Linked DNA regions of Mus musculus: all the other regions are linked to region 2. The links are chromatin contacts, called in public HiChIP or PLAC-seq and promoter capture Hi-C maps. All regions are on one chromosome and are shown on one strand. The core of a region is the stretch at or near the end of the contact, and the rest is flanking DNA. Distances in the headings are between cores, read along the strand shown.

The links. Promoter capture Hi-C pulls out the DNA fragments that hold promoters and counts their contacts. HiChIP or PLAC-seq counts read pairs in DNA pulled down with a chosen protein or histone mark.
Region 1: a contact with region 2 is called in a promoter capture Hi-C map of pre-B cells, with 3 times the contacts expected there. The contact joins the promoter of Ptch2 here to the promoter of 2510003B16Rik in region 2. A contact is called at or near these places in 2 of 39 promoter capture datasets (maxillary cranial neural crest and pre-B cells).
Region 3: an H3K27ac HiChIP or PLAC-seq map of large pre-B cells shows a contact between it and region 2, with 2.8 times the contacts expected there. The contact joins the enhancer-like site here to the promoter of 2510003B16Rik in region 2. A contact is called at or near these places in 1 of 39 promoter capture datasets (cranial neural crest), 2 of 15 datasets of contacts at CTCF or cohesin (both in the NIH/3T3 cell line), 1 of 484 Hi-C or Micro-C datasets (pro-B cells) and 1 of 115 datasets of contacts at active chromatin or transcription factors (large pre-B cells).

The regions. Positions count from the first base shown.
Region 1 is chr4:117,094,097-117,097,807 of GRCm38.p6, forward strand. It overlaps Ptch2 (patched 2), which reads left to right and starts at 1,960. Exons shown (of 22, transcript NM_008958.3): 1 at 1,960-2,331; 2 at 2,751-2,943. The coding sequence starts at 2,260. RefSeq lists enhancers at 1,056-2,754, 1,595-2,053, 1,616-2,115.
Region 2 is chr4:116,121,943-116,125,956 of GRCm38.p6, forward strand. It overlaps 2510003B16Rik (RIKEN cDNA 2510003B16 gene), which reads left to right and starts at 1,898. Exons shown (of 3, transcript NR_131048.1): 1 at 1,898-2,174. It overlaps Rad54l (RAD54 like (S. cerevisiae)), which reads right to left and starts at 1,747. Exons shown (of 18, transcript NM_009015.3): 1 at 1,120-1,747; 2 at 954-1,040. The coding sequence starts at 1,122.
Region 3 is chr4:116,787,106-116,791,018 of GRCm38.p6, forward strand. The region is part of intron 4 of Tesk2 (testis-specific kinase 2); the gene reads left to right. Among named protein-coding and RNA genes, the nearest start is that of Toe1, 18 kb to the right of the region's middle. Within about 2 kb of position 1,421, at least 87 of the 459 cell types and tissues checked have an H3K27ac peak or open chromatin away from gene starts, as enhancers often do. A contact at or near this core is called in the NIH/3T3 cell line, where this site is marked.

The DNA.
Region 1 (3,711 bases), core at 710-3,209, 970 kb after region 2:
GTTATAATGCCGTGCAGCGCTTATTCTAGGCAATTCCCTGCCTTTATAGCCCCAAGATTGCTACAGGAGTCTAGAGAGCCCACTTCAGAGCTGTTTCCATTTCCAGGCTTGCTAAGGGTACACTTTTCTCTGTAGTACACTTCCTCCCATTACAGACAGGAGAATACCGTGTACACAGGGTGCACTTCCTCCCATTACAAACGGGAGAATACCGTGTACACAGGCTTTCTTTCTCATTTTCATATTACCTTTACTTATATGTATATGCCGGAGAGTCTGTATATGACGCATGTGTGTGTGTGTGTGTGTGTGTGTGTGTGTGTGTGTGTGTGTGTGTGTGTGTGTATACACTTGCTCTCAGAGGCCAGGTGTTGAATCCCCTGGAGCTGGAGTTACAGGTAGCTGTGAACTCTCCTTTGTGGATGCTGGAAGCCAAACCCAGGTCCTCTGCAAAAACAAAAGGTGGCCTTAACTGCTGAGCTATCTCTCCAGGCCCAAGGCTTCCATTCCTGCCCAGGTGCCTCTTAGCCACAGAGTAGCAGTGTTGTAGACAGACACATTCATTCCTCCTTAACTGCCCACCCCTTAAACCAACTGGGGAACCCTTAGGATTAAGCCCTGGAGCTGATGATGTTAATTTGCACAAGTTTGGCAGTATGTAGCAAGGCCAAAACCATATTCATGCTTTTTGACCCAAACAACCCCATTTCTGGGAATCTGTCCTGAGGACATTCTGCAAATGATTGATGAGAGGACTGTGTAGTAATATAAAATATTTATGATATAATGATTAAGAAGTCTGGAAGAATTGAGCAAGAGGCTAGCCAGATGTGATAGCAGTATCAGAACAACAGATTTATTGAAGTCTTTTTTTTCCCCCAAAAAACGTATTTTGTTTCTGAGGCAGAATCTTTCTAGGTAGCCCTGGCTGTTCCAGAATTCTCTATGTAGACCATGCTGAGACCTGGAACTCACAAGAGATGGGCCTGCCACTGCCCGGCTCCTTTCCCAAATGTTCTGTATGAGGAGTCAGACTTTTACCCTCAGATGACCGATCAGAGTTTAACAGTCAGGAGCACAGAAATAGCACAGTCACTTGGAAAAGCAACATGTTTCCCAATGTTGTACATAAATTATGTCATCACAAATACAATTATCAGACAGGCTGGGCAATACAGGACTGTTATAGTCCCTTAACTTGACAGACACAACCAGGATAAGGAGTTGAAGGCCAAGCTGAACTACTTAAGACCATGTCTCACAAAAAAAAGTTAAAATAAAAATTTAAAAATACAATACACAAACTGAATGTTAATAAGAACCACAAAGAAAAAAGCAATTATCTGCCAAGGCTTCCAAAAGTTTAGGCTGACTGATTCAAGTTCAGGCTTAAAAGTTATCTGCCAAGACAAAGGGGCCCCAACATGTACAAAGGCAAGAACATGTGAACTTAGGAAATTACTGAGGGCAATTCGGGACTGGAAGGCAACTGAGTGGGTGTGAGGCACTTAGAGGAAAAAAAAAAGCTTTAGTTGGATGGTGCAGGGCTTTGGGCTTTGGTGCAGCCGTGGGATTTGCATTTTAGAGCTGAGTCTGGCCTGCTTGGAAAGAGTGGAAAGGAGGTCCTTAGGGTTGCGCTGGGTCGGGAAGAAAGGGTGGCCCAAAGGGGACCAGCAGACTCCCTTTCTCAACATCCTGACTTACACTTGGCCAACGACTAGCGCCTCCAGGATCACCCTCCCTTCTCCTCTCCTTAGGGCCCCGCGGGCGGGCTGGGGAGCCCGGGAGGCGAGGCAAAGGGGTGGCCCTGCCTGGGTGGTCTCCTGCCCCGCCCCCTGCGGCGCCGTTACCTAGCAACGGATCCGGCTGCAAGGCAGCGGGTAATTTGCCGCCCCCTTAGCCAATGGGAGGGCGTCACCCCGGCCCGCTCCTTTTTTTCTGAGCCTCCTGGTGCTTCCCGAGATCCACAGTCGCCACCTTTAGCTGTGAGGTGCTTCGCAGCCAGTCGGGTCCACCCACACGCGGAGCCCTCTTTGGACCACAGCCCACAGATCCAGCGGGGCTTGGGGCCACCACCCCGCACCGCCGCTGCGGGCTGCTCCTGTGCATCTTTACGCGCGCCTCACCCAGGACCGTATGGCCGTTCACGGCAGCTAGGAATCCTCAGGTGAAGCCGGGCGGCACAAGGCGCCAAGCTAGCCTATGGCAGCGCTCAGATAACGCAGGTTGGGGGCGCTCGCGCCCCCCATCCTCACCAGCATGGTTCGGCCACTGTCCCTTGGAGAGCTACCTCCCAGCTACACACCTCCAGCTCGGTCCTCCGCACCTCATGTGAGTAGAGGGGCTGGGTTTGTAACTTAAACGTCGCTTGAACATCTGTAGGGCTAGAAGTCTAGTGTTACTGGATCTGTGTTTGAAGACAAGCGAGAGCCAGCAAGTGATTTGTTAGTTTATTTCCTATTATCTGGTCAGTGAAAATAGTTATGTCTGTGGGTTCACCTCTTTGCCTAGCTGACAACGAGTGTGTGTGTTCACGACTCATAACCTTCTAAAAATGGGCATTTTCAGGTGTGCTTATGGAGAAGGCACAGGGAAAGAGAGTTAAATCTTCCACATTTGAAACCTTTATCTGTAGCTGTTTCCTGCCCTGCATCCAGAAGTCAGGAAACTGGGACTTGACCGGGAGAAAAGGGAAAGCTCCTCCATTGTTGTGCTGACAGCTGGCTGACCTCCTCCTCTCTCTATCCCAGATCCTAGCTGGGAGCCTGCAGGCTCCTCTCTGGCTTCGAGCTTACTTCCAAGGTCTACTCTTCTCCCTGGGGTGCAGGATCCAGAAACACTGCGGCAAAGTGCTCTTCCTGGGACTGGTGGCCTTTGGGGCTCTGGCACTGGGTCTCCGAGTGGCTGTAATTGAGACAGACCTAGAACAGCTCTGGGTAGAAGGTGAGTTACTGGAGCTGGCCGTAGCTGCTTTGGTCAAGGATCGAGAGGGCCATCTCCTGTTCAGAGCCTGTGTATCTGGGTGTGTTGCAGAAAGCCTACCTCTCTCCCAATCTCCCTCAGTGCTGTGGATGAAGCCCAGGGCATTGTGCAAGCTAGGCAAGTCTTTACCATCAACTGTCTCACACCTATCTCTCTCACCCATAAATGGACAACTCTAGATGGTAGCCTCTTATGAATAAGCTTGTGGAATATTCATCTTTGATTATGTGTCTGCTTATTTAGCGTTTATAGCTAGGTTTCTTTTAACTGTACATCAGAGTTTACAAATGGAACAAGATGTATTTTTCAATAGCCAAAGGAAGTAAAATGTGTGTGGGGGTAAGTTCTAAACAAAACAAAGCCAAGTGGTATTGTGTTGTATAAGAGAAGGCAGGGAGAGACGGCTCTGACCTGCAAACTCAGATTAGCACTGTGATTCTAACTACTCAAGGGGCTGAGGCAAGAGAAATACTTTCAGTCTAAGAATTTAACAATAGCCTGTGTCAGAGAGAGAGAGAGAGAGAGGGACAGACGGACAGATGGAAGAGAGGGAGGGAGGGAGGGAGGAAGGAAGGAAGGAAGGAAGGAAGGAAGGAAGGAAGGAAGGAAGGAAGATCAGTGGGATGTAGCTGGGTGGCATGGCAGACTGCCTGTCGAGCATGCTGTGGTGGGGGAGAGAGATGGAGGAGGAGCAAGAAGAAAAAGAAAAGTTAGTGCTTGGTGGCAGCA
Region 2 (4,014 bases), core at 648-3,147:
GCATGGTGGCAAATGAATCCCTGATCTTGGAAACCAGAGGCAGGTCTCTAAATTCTGAGGTTAGCCTGATCTCTATAGAGCAAGTTTCAGGGGCAGCCAGGGATATCAGAGAAACTCTAAAGCTCTCATATGCCAAAATCCTACTTTTTTTTTTTAAACGCAGATTTTCATGTATTCCAGGCTGGCCTGAATATACTATGTAGTTAGGGAAGCACACAGAATATATTAGTACACCACCACCCCCACTTTTGGCAGGCCTGGAACCCAACATTACCATTCCTTGGTTTTGATATTCTCCTCCCACCAAGAAAACTGAAACTGTATTAATTTCTAGTGAACCTACCTGGAGGATAACAATTTTTTTAAGATTTATTTATTTATTATATGTAAGTACACTGTAGCTGTCTTCAGACACTCCAGAAGAGGGCATCAGATCTCATTACAGATGGTTGTGAGCCACCATGTGGTTGCTGGGATTTGAACTCAGGACCTTTGTAAGAGCAGTCAGTGCTCTTAACCACTGAGTCATCTCTCCAGCCCCAAGGATAACAATTTTATTAATCTTCTCCAATGCTTAGTATACTGTAAATTTTCATTAAAATTTACTTACGCGGGGCAGTAGTGGCAAACACCTTCACTTTCAACACTGGGTAGCAGAGGCAAGGGAACCTCTGTGTGAGTTCAAGGCCAGCCTGGTCTACAAACAGAGTTCCAGAACAGCCAGGGCTACACAGAGAAACACTGTTTCAAAAAAAAAACCTTAAGTGCCAGGTGTGCCTGGCACATGCCTACGACCACACACTGCATTTGGGAGACAGACCATAGTCTACAGACCTGGTGAGAAGCTCATCTCAAAAAAAAAAAAAAAAAAAAAAAAAGCTTCAAAAATGTATGAAAGGTACTTTCTCAAGATGACTATGAACCTCATTTTCCTTATTCCCCTAAACACTCACTACTGTCCCAGGCTGCCAGTCTTCATCATCTGATGATCTGTCTTCTGGTTTCCTCCTAGCCAACTGGCTGGGAGCTAAGCTCCTCCTCTGCAAGGGAGAACAGAAAGTGAGTTCCTGCAGTGATCCTGCAGCCAGGCCCCTTAAGTCAGCTTAAGGTCACACTTACCATCCTGGCCCCAGAAGCATCAAATGTCAAGTGCCCATCAGCGAAGTTAAAAGCACTCAGCAACAGAGAATGCAGGACCAGGGGATGCTATAAAAGGAAGTTGCTATATCATTGAAAATATTGTCTTAAGAGTCGGTATGAGGGGAGGGGATGCAATCAGAGGATGAGGCTTGGGTCCAAACCAGGAATGTCGGTCCCCAAGTTCCTCAAGGTCAAAATATCCAAAGCCAAGTCCAAGCGGAGCTGGGTCTAAATCTAGGATGGGAAAGAAGACAGATTGAAGTTGCAGATGAGCAAAGTGGAGTTGGAATAACGTCCCTAGCTGGGCTGCTTCCCTGAGAGTAACACCTACGAAAAAGTACAGTCTTAAGTACGAAGGCGAGACGCCTGAATTCTTAGGAGAGGGATAGAATTTACCAGAGCTGGACCGACATCAAACCTCAGTGTGAGGAAGGCAAGCAGAGACCTAGGAACGCCTTGTGGGAAGTTAAACAGGAACCCAGGAAGGACCAGTTAAAAATCCAGGTTGGGAGGAGGAGAATCTTAGAAGCTGAAGAGAGGCAAAGAGCGACTCCGGTATCTTTCCCCTTATTCTTCCTCTTCCCAAAGCGCGCGTTAAGAGCCTCCAGGCAGTGTCAATCGAACCTCCCGCCACTCTGCCACCACAGTCCCCTATTGGCTGCGTTCAGTGAACTTGACGCTCGACGATCCGGCCTAAAGGAAGGGGCGGGCCTAGGGCTGAGGCTAATAAGGGTCTTGGATTTCCGCCCAGAGGCTCAACAGACCACTAGGAGCTGTGGCTTATCCTGGTGGCAGCAACAGGCAGGTGCCAGAATTCTTACTTGCCAACGGTCCCTCTTCCTGGCTCCTGCCTTTGGCCGAAGCAGCTGAACCAAATAGATGTTTTGCACCGAAGTACTGTGCGGAGGAGTTGCTACTGGAATAGATTTCAAAAGGCAGCACATTTTTGGGAATTTGATTCAGGCTCTTTATTGTGCCAGACCTGGAGCAGAAATCTGAGCTGGAAGCAGGCAAGGCCAGTGGCCAGTCAAAAGGTGAGCGGAGGTGTTGGTGCTGCACTGCCAATTGGTCTGAGATGTCTTGAAATAAGCTAGCTGTCTTTTCCTGGGGCATAGTCACCCATTCTCTAAAAATCCGTTTTTCCTTTAAGTGATATTATTATAGTACCTCTCCTAAGGGATTATTCACAGGGTCTAATTAAAGTGAACAAAGTAGCTGCGCCTGGTAGCGCAGGCCTTTAATTATAGTACTCACTAGGCATAGGCAAGCAGATCTCTGTGAGACTAGCCTGGTCTTCATAATGAGTTCCAGGACAGCGACAGCTCTGTAGAAAGACCCTCCAAGAACGGGAAAAAAAAAAAGTGTTCAAAGTATTTAACATAGCCCCCATGTATTACCTAAGTGCTCACTAATCAAAATAGCATGCCCATTACACTTAATCACTATCTACTTAAAAGGATCTCCTTAGCTATTATAAATCATTTACTATCCTCAGATAAGGTTTATTGTCCCCATTTTGTCGTGTGTGTGTGTGTGTGTGTGTGTGTGTGTGTGTGTGTGTGTGGTGTCTTGGGGGCACTAGGAATATAGCATAGTGGTAGAACTTCGTGAGGCGGTCACTGCTGAGGTTTGTTGTTATTTGAGACAAGGTCTTGCTGTGTAACCCGGTTATCTTTAAACTTATGACCCTCTGTCATCCCCAGCCCGCCTAGCAGAAATGAGGATATACTAAAGAGATACTTATGTCCTTTCCTTGGCTTTTGGGAACAATGAACCGAAGAAATTTTAATTTCCATAGGAATATCTTGCTGGGAGACAAGAAGGCTGTGAGCAACTTAATGAAAAACAAAATCACATACACAAAAAGAACAGTTAACTTCTTTGCCATGACTATGAGGTCAGCCTGGGCTGTATAGTCAAAATCTGTCTCAAAATGGGGGGTATAAGGGATGTGTGGATGTGGATAAAAGCATGTGTCACCTAAGCCTGAGGACATGAGTTCAGTGCCCACAGCCCACACCAAGGTGAAAGGAGAGAACTGATCCACAAACTTGACCTCTGACCTCCATATGTACAGCATGGCACATGCGCACCCTCATACAAACATCATGTACATACACGCTCTAATAACAGAGAAATATTCTTTAAAGGAAAGAAACTCTACCTAGCCCTAGAAAATATATAAGTATTTCCTTTTTTTTTTTTAATCTCAATTTCTTCTTTTTTTTTTTTTTCTTTTTTTTTTTTTTTTCTGAGACAGGGTTTCTCTGTATAGCCCTGGCTGTCCTGGAACTCACTCTGTAAACCAGGCTGGCCTCGAACTCAAAAATCCACCTACCTCTGCCTCCCAAGTGCTGGGATTAAAGTCGTGCACCACCACACCTGGCAAGTATTTCCTTTTTGAAGGTTTGTTTTGCTTCTTTTGAGACTGGGTCTGATGTATCCAGTGCTAACCTCCTGTTTCTACTTCCTAGTGCTAAAATTATAGCCCTATGCCACCAGGCTCAACCTCCAACCTCCCTAATTTTTAACCCTATATCTGTGGGCCTACCTCCCCCCCCCCCCGCCCCTGCCCCTCAGCCATTGTACACCAGTGGCCATCAGGATGCAGAGGATCAGGGGAGCAGGGTCTTGGTGCTGAAAGGCAGGGGTGAACCAACCCAGGAGACTGTTTCACAGGACAGCTCATTCATTGAAGTATTGGGACTAGCTTATGTAGTCAGAGGGGAGGGGAGGAAAAAGGACCAGGGAGGACAGGATGTGTTGCAGTGGGGGCTGGGGCCTTTCAAGTATATCAGCTAAATTAGCAGATTGATAATCATATGATTTCTGAAAAACCAGTTCTCTAGCAGGGAAACAGAAGCCTAACTGGCT
Region 3 (3,913 bases), core at 171-2,670, 660 kb after region 2:
GACATCTCATCTGGTGCATCTGAAGACAGCTACAGCGTGCTTAGATATAATAATAAATAAGTCTTTAAAAAAAAGTGCACACTACTGTACCCTGACCATTAGTTTCATTCTTTTGAGAAAGGGTATTGCTGTGATGCAAAGGATGGTTTTAAATTCATAGGCTCAAGTGTTCCTCCAGCCTCAGCCTATGGAGTAGTGTGGGACAGACAGGCAGATTGTCATCATTATTGTTGTTTGACATACATACGGTATCACTATGTAGCTCTTGGTTAGCCTGGAACCCTTAGATCAGGTTGGCTTTGAATTTACAGGGTTTACCCTTATTATCCAAGCACCACCAAAGACAATCCCTCAATACTAGTACACTGGGTATTAGCTTTTCTTTCTTTCTTTCTTTCTTTCTTTCTTTCTTTCTTTCTTTCGTTCTTTCTTTCGTTCTTTCCTTTTTTGGGGGGGTATTAGCTTTTCATTTGTTTGGTTTATAAAGACAAGGTCTCACTATGAAGCTCTGCCTATCCTGGAACATAGACCAGGCTATCCTTGAACTCAGAGATCTCCCTACCTCTGCTTCCCAAGAGCTGAGACTAAATGTGTGCACCACTATGCCTGGCTTCACTGAAGTTTTTTTTTTTTTTTTTTTAAACAGCTCTTCAAAGATAGTAAATTCAGAGATCAGCTGAAAAGAAGCAGGTTTTGGTATAGATAAAATTGACATATGTATCATTTAGCAGTTACTGGACATTTAACTGAAATACATATAACTCTCACTTGAGAGGTAAGGCAAGAAGATCAAGAATTCAAATTAATTCTCAGCTGTCTGGCAAATCTGAAGTAGCCTAGGCTGGAGAGATCCTGCCTCAAAAAAAAAATTAAAATGTTAAAAGTTCTGTAAGGTATTTAAGTATCTTGTCAGTATTGGCTTGTTCCATAGGAGAACCCAAGGGGATTTGCCTGTGAAAAATTGAATGCACAGCATGTGTGATTCCCGTCCAGGGAAGCTGACCAGGCCAATACAGCTGTTCTTGGCTTTCTTGCAGAGGGATTTGTTCAGAGGCTGCACAGCTGAGTCTGCACTGGGAGTTGCTTATGGGGAAGTGAACGTTCCTGCTAATGGGGCACACAGTGTTTAGCAACCTAGAAATCTTCCTTGTTGGCAGATCTTAAACTTCCTTGCTTCATACATGCATGCATGGGTCTTGAGACATCGAGAAGTTGTGGTTTTTGAGGGCTCATGGGCTTATAAGCCCCACCAGCGAGTTCTCCAGCATCAGGCAAGGCAAATGGACTGTGGAAAAAAATAAATTCTTTTTTGTTTCCCTCCCTGGATCTCATTTCTACTTTTCCATCCTGCCGAGGGAAGCCAGAGTCTGTTAGTCACTGAGTCCTCGTCCTGCCTCCTCTTCTCTCTGCTCCCCCTTCTGGCTGTGGATTTACTTTTTCCCTCCCTCTCGTCCTGCCTTTCTTTTTAAACAGGATCCTTCTATGTCATTCATGCTGGCTTTGGATCTTATCTTGCCTTAGCCTCCCAAGTATTACAAGTATAAACTTGAGCCACCACACCCAGCTAAGGTGACTTTCTTGGGTGTTGACACATATTTGTAAATATGTGTTTCTCTGAACCAAAACCAAGAGTCTTACCATGACCAGGCCTTCAGAAAATACAAATACACATAGTCTTAGTTTCTTCTGCCTGACATTCAGCCATGTATGTAATGTGAGTGGTTCCTGAAGATGAGCCTTCCATGCCATGCTGCCACCATGTCAAAGAAGTGAACTGTTTCTTTAGATGTTTAGCTTTTAGATGTTTTGCCGGCACGATCAGTCCCATTTCTTTTCAGTCTAGGCACTTCTGGTCTGAATTTGGGCAGATTCACCCAGAGTGAGAAGTTGTGGTGTTAATGCTTTCCGTATACCGCTGTAAGATTTCCAAGGTGGATCACAAAGAGGGTTAAGCAGGCTAACAGGCTTTCCTTATGAGAAATTATTTTCAGCTGTTCTTTCTGCCTTGCCAAGCCTGCTCTGCTTCCTATAGGAGATCTGATGATGCTCTGTACGGTGCTGCCCCCTACTGGTTCTTTTTGATGCTTCTGTCACCATGTTCTTTTAAACAAACAAAAAGATTGTGAGTTAGGCAGGTCAGGTATGCCTACCTGGTATATGGGGAAATTGAAGCACAACTGGCCTTACTTGTTGATTTGTTTTTCCAAAATGAAACCATTCATAGAAGGCATAATTGAACTAAAATTCAATTTAAATCTCTTGTCTGTTTTACCATTAGTACTCTAGTCCTTGATAAGTTCAGTATCATATTCTAAAAATTAAGGTACTCACTTGTAGAATTCATCCTTTTTTTTTCTCCATTGGAAAGAGGATGGAGATAATGGATCTTGAAAGGGTTGAGTAAATTCTTTTTAAAAGATTGATTTATTCATCTATTTTACCTCTATGAGTGTTGTGTCTCTATACCAGAAGAGAGCATCAGATACAGATGCAACATGTGGTTCCTGGGTATTGAACTCAGGATCTCTGGACGAGAAGTCAAGTGTCCCTAACCACTAAGCCATCTCTCCAGCCCAAGTGAATTCATTTTTGAGTTCCTGTCCTGCGTGGCGTTCTCTCATTCAAATGCTATGACCACTGACTCCTTGTATAATGCATGTAGTTGTAGAAAGATGTACTCTGGAGCCAGACTCTATAATCTGCCTGATTCTGCCTTTAATATAATAGAATAATCTGAACCTTTAAATGTCAAACTCTGAAACTGGGAACACCTTTGATCCCAAACATTTCAGAAGAGGGATGCTCAGCCCATGTGGATCTATCTTGTAGGATTGTTGTGTAGATTAAATGAAATAAGGCATATAAAAATTTTAGAGATTGATGGCTCAGTGATTAAGAGCACTGACTGCTCATCCAGAGGTTCTGAGTTCAATTCCCAGCAACCACATGGTGGCTCACAACCATCTGCAATGGGATCCGATGCCCTCTTCAGGTATGTCTCAAGACAGCTATAGTGTACTCATATAAATAAAATAAATAAATCTTTAAAAGAAAAAACATACAAAAAAAAATAGAGCAAGCAAAAAAGTATATTTACGTATAGACCACAACAACCAACTTTCTTTTTTTTTTTCAGTTTATTGATTTTTATTTTATGTGTAGTATGCCTGCATGTATGTTTGTGTGAGGCTGTCAGATCTTTGAGTTACATACAGGTGTGAGCTGCCATGTGGGTGCTGAGAACTAAACCCAGGTCCTCTGGAAGAGCAGTCAGAGCTCTCAACCTCGGAACCATATCTCCAGCCCCAACAACAAAATTTTCATTGAATATTTATACATAATGCCTATACAACATTTAACACTCCTAAAGGGTTTTTTGTGTTTGTTTTAAAAGATTTATTTATTTTATGCATATGAGTAGACTGTCGATGTCTTCAGACACACCAGAAGAGGGCATCTGATCACATTAAGGATGGTTGGGAGCCACCATCTGGTTGCTGGGAATTGAACTCAGGACTTCTGGAACAGCAGTCAGTGCTCCTAACTGCTGAGCCAGCTCTCCAGCCCCCCCCCCTCCCTTTTTGATCTTTAGAATCTTACTGTGTAACACAGTCAGGCCCAAAACTTACAGAGATCTGCCTTCCAAGTGGTGGAATTAAAGACATATACCAACACACCTAGCTACTTTTCCAGACTTTAAAAAAAAAAATCATCGGGCTGGTGAGATGGCTCAGCAGTTAAGAGTGCCGACTGCTCTTCCAAAGGTCCTGAGTTCAAATCCCAGTGACTGCTCTTCCAAAGGTCCCAAGTTCAAATCCTAGCAACCACATGGTGGCTCACAACCATCCATAACAAAAATCTGATGCCTTCTTCTGGAGTGTCTGAAAGACAGCTACAGTGTATACACATATAA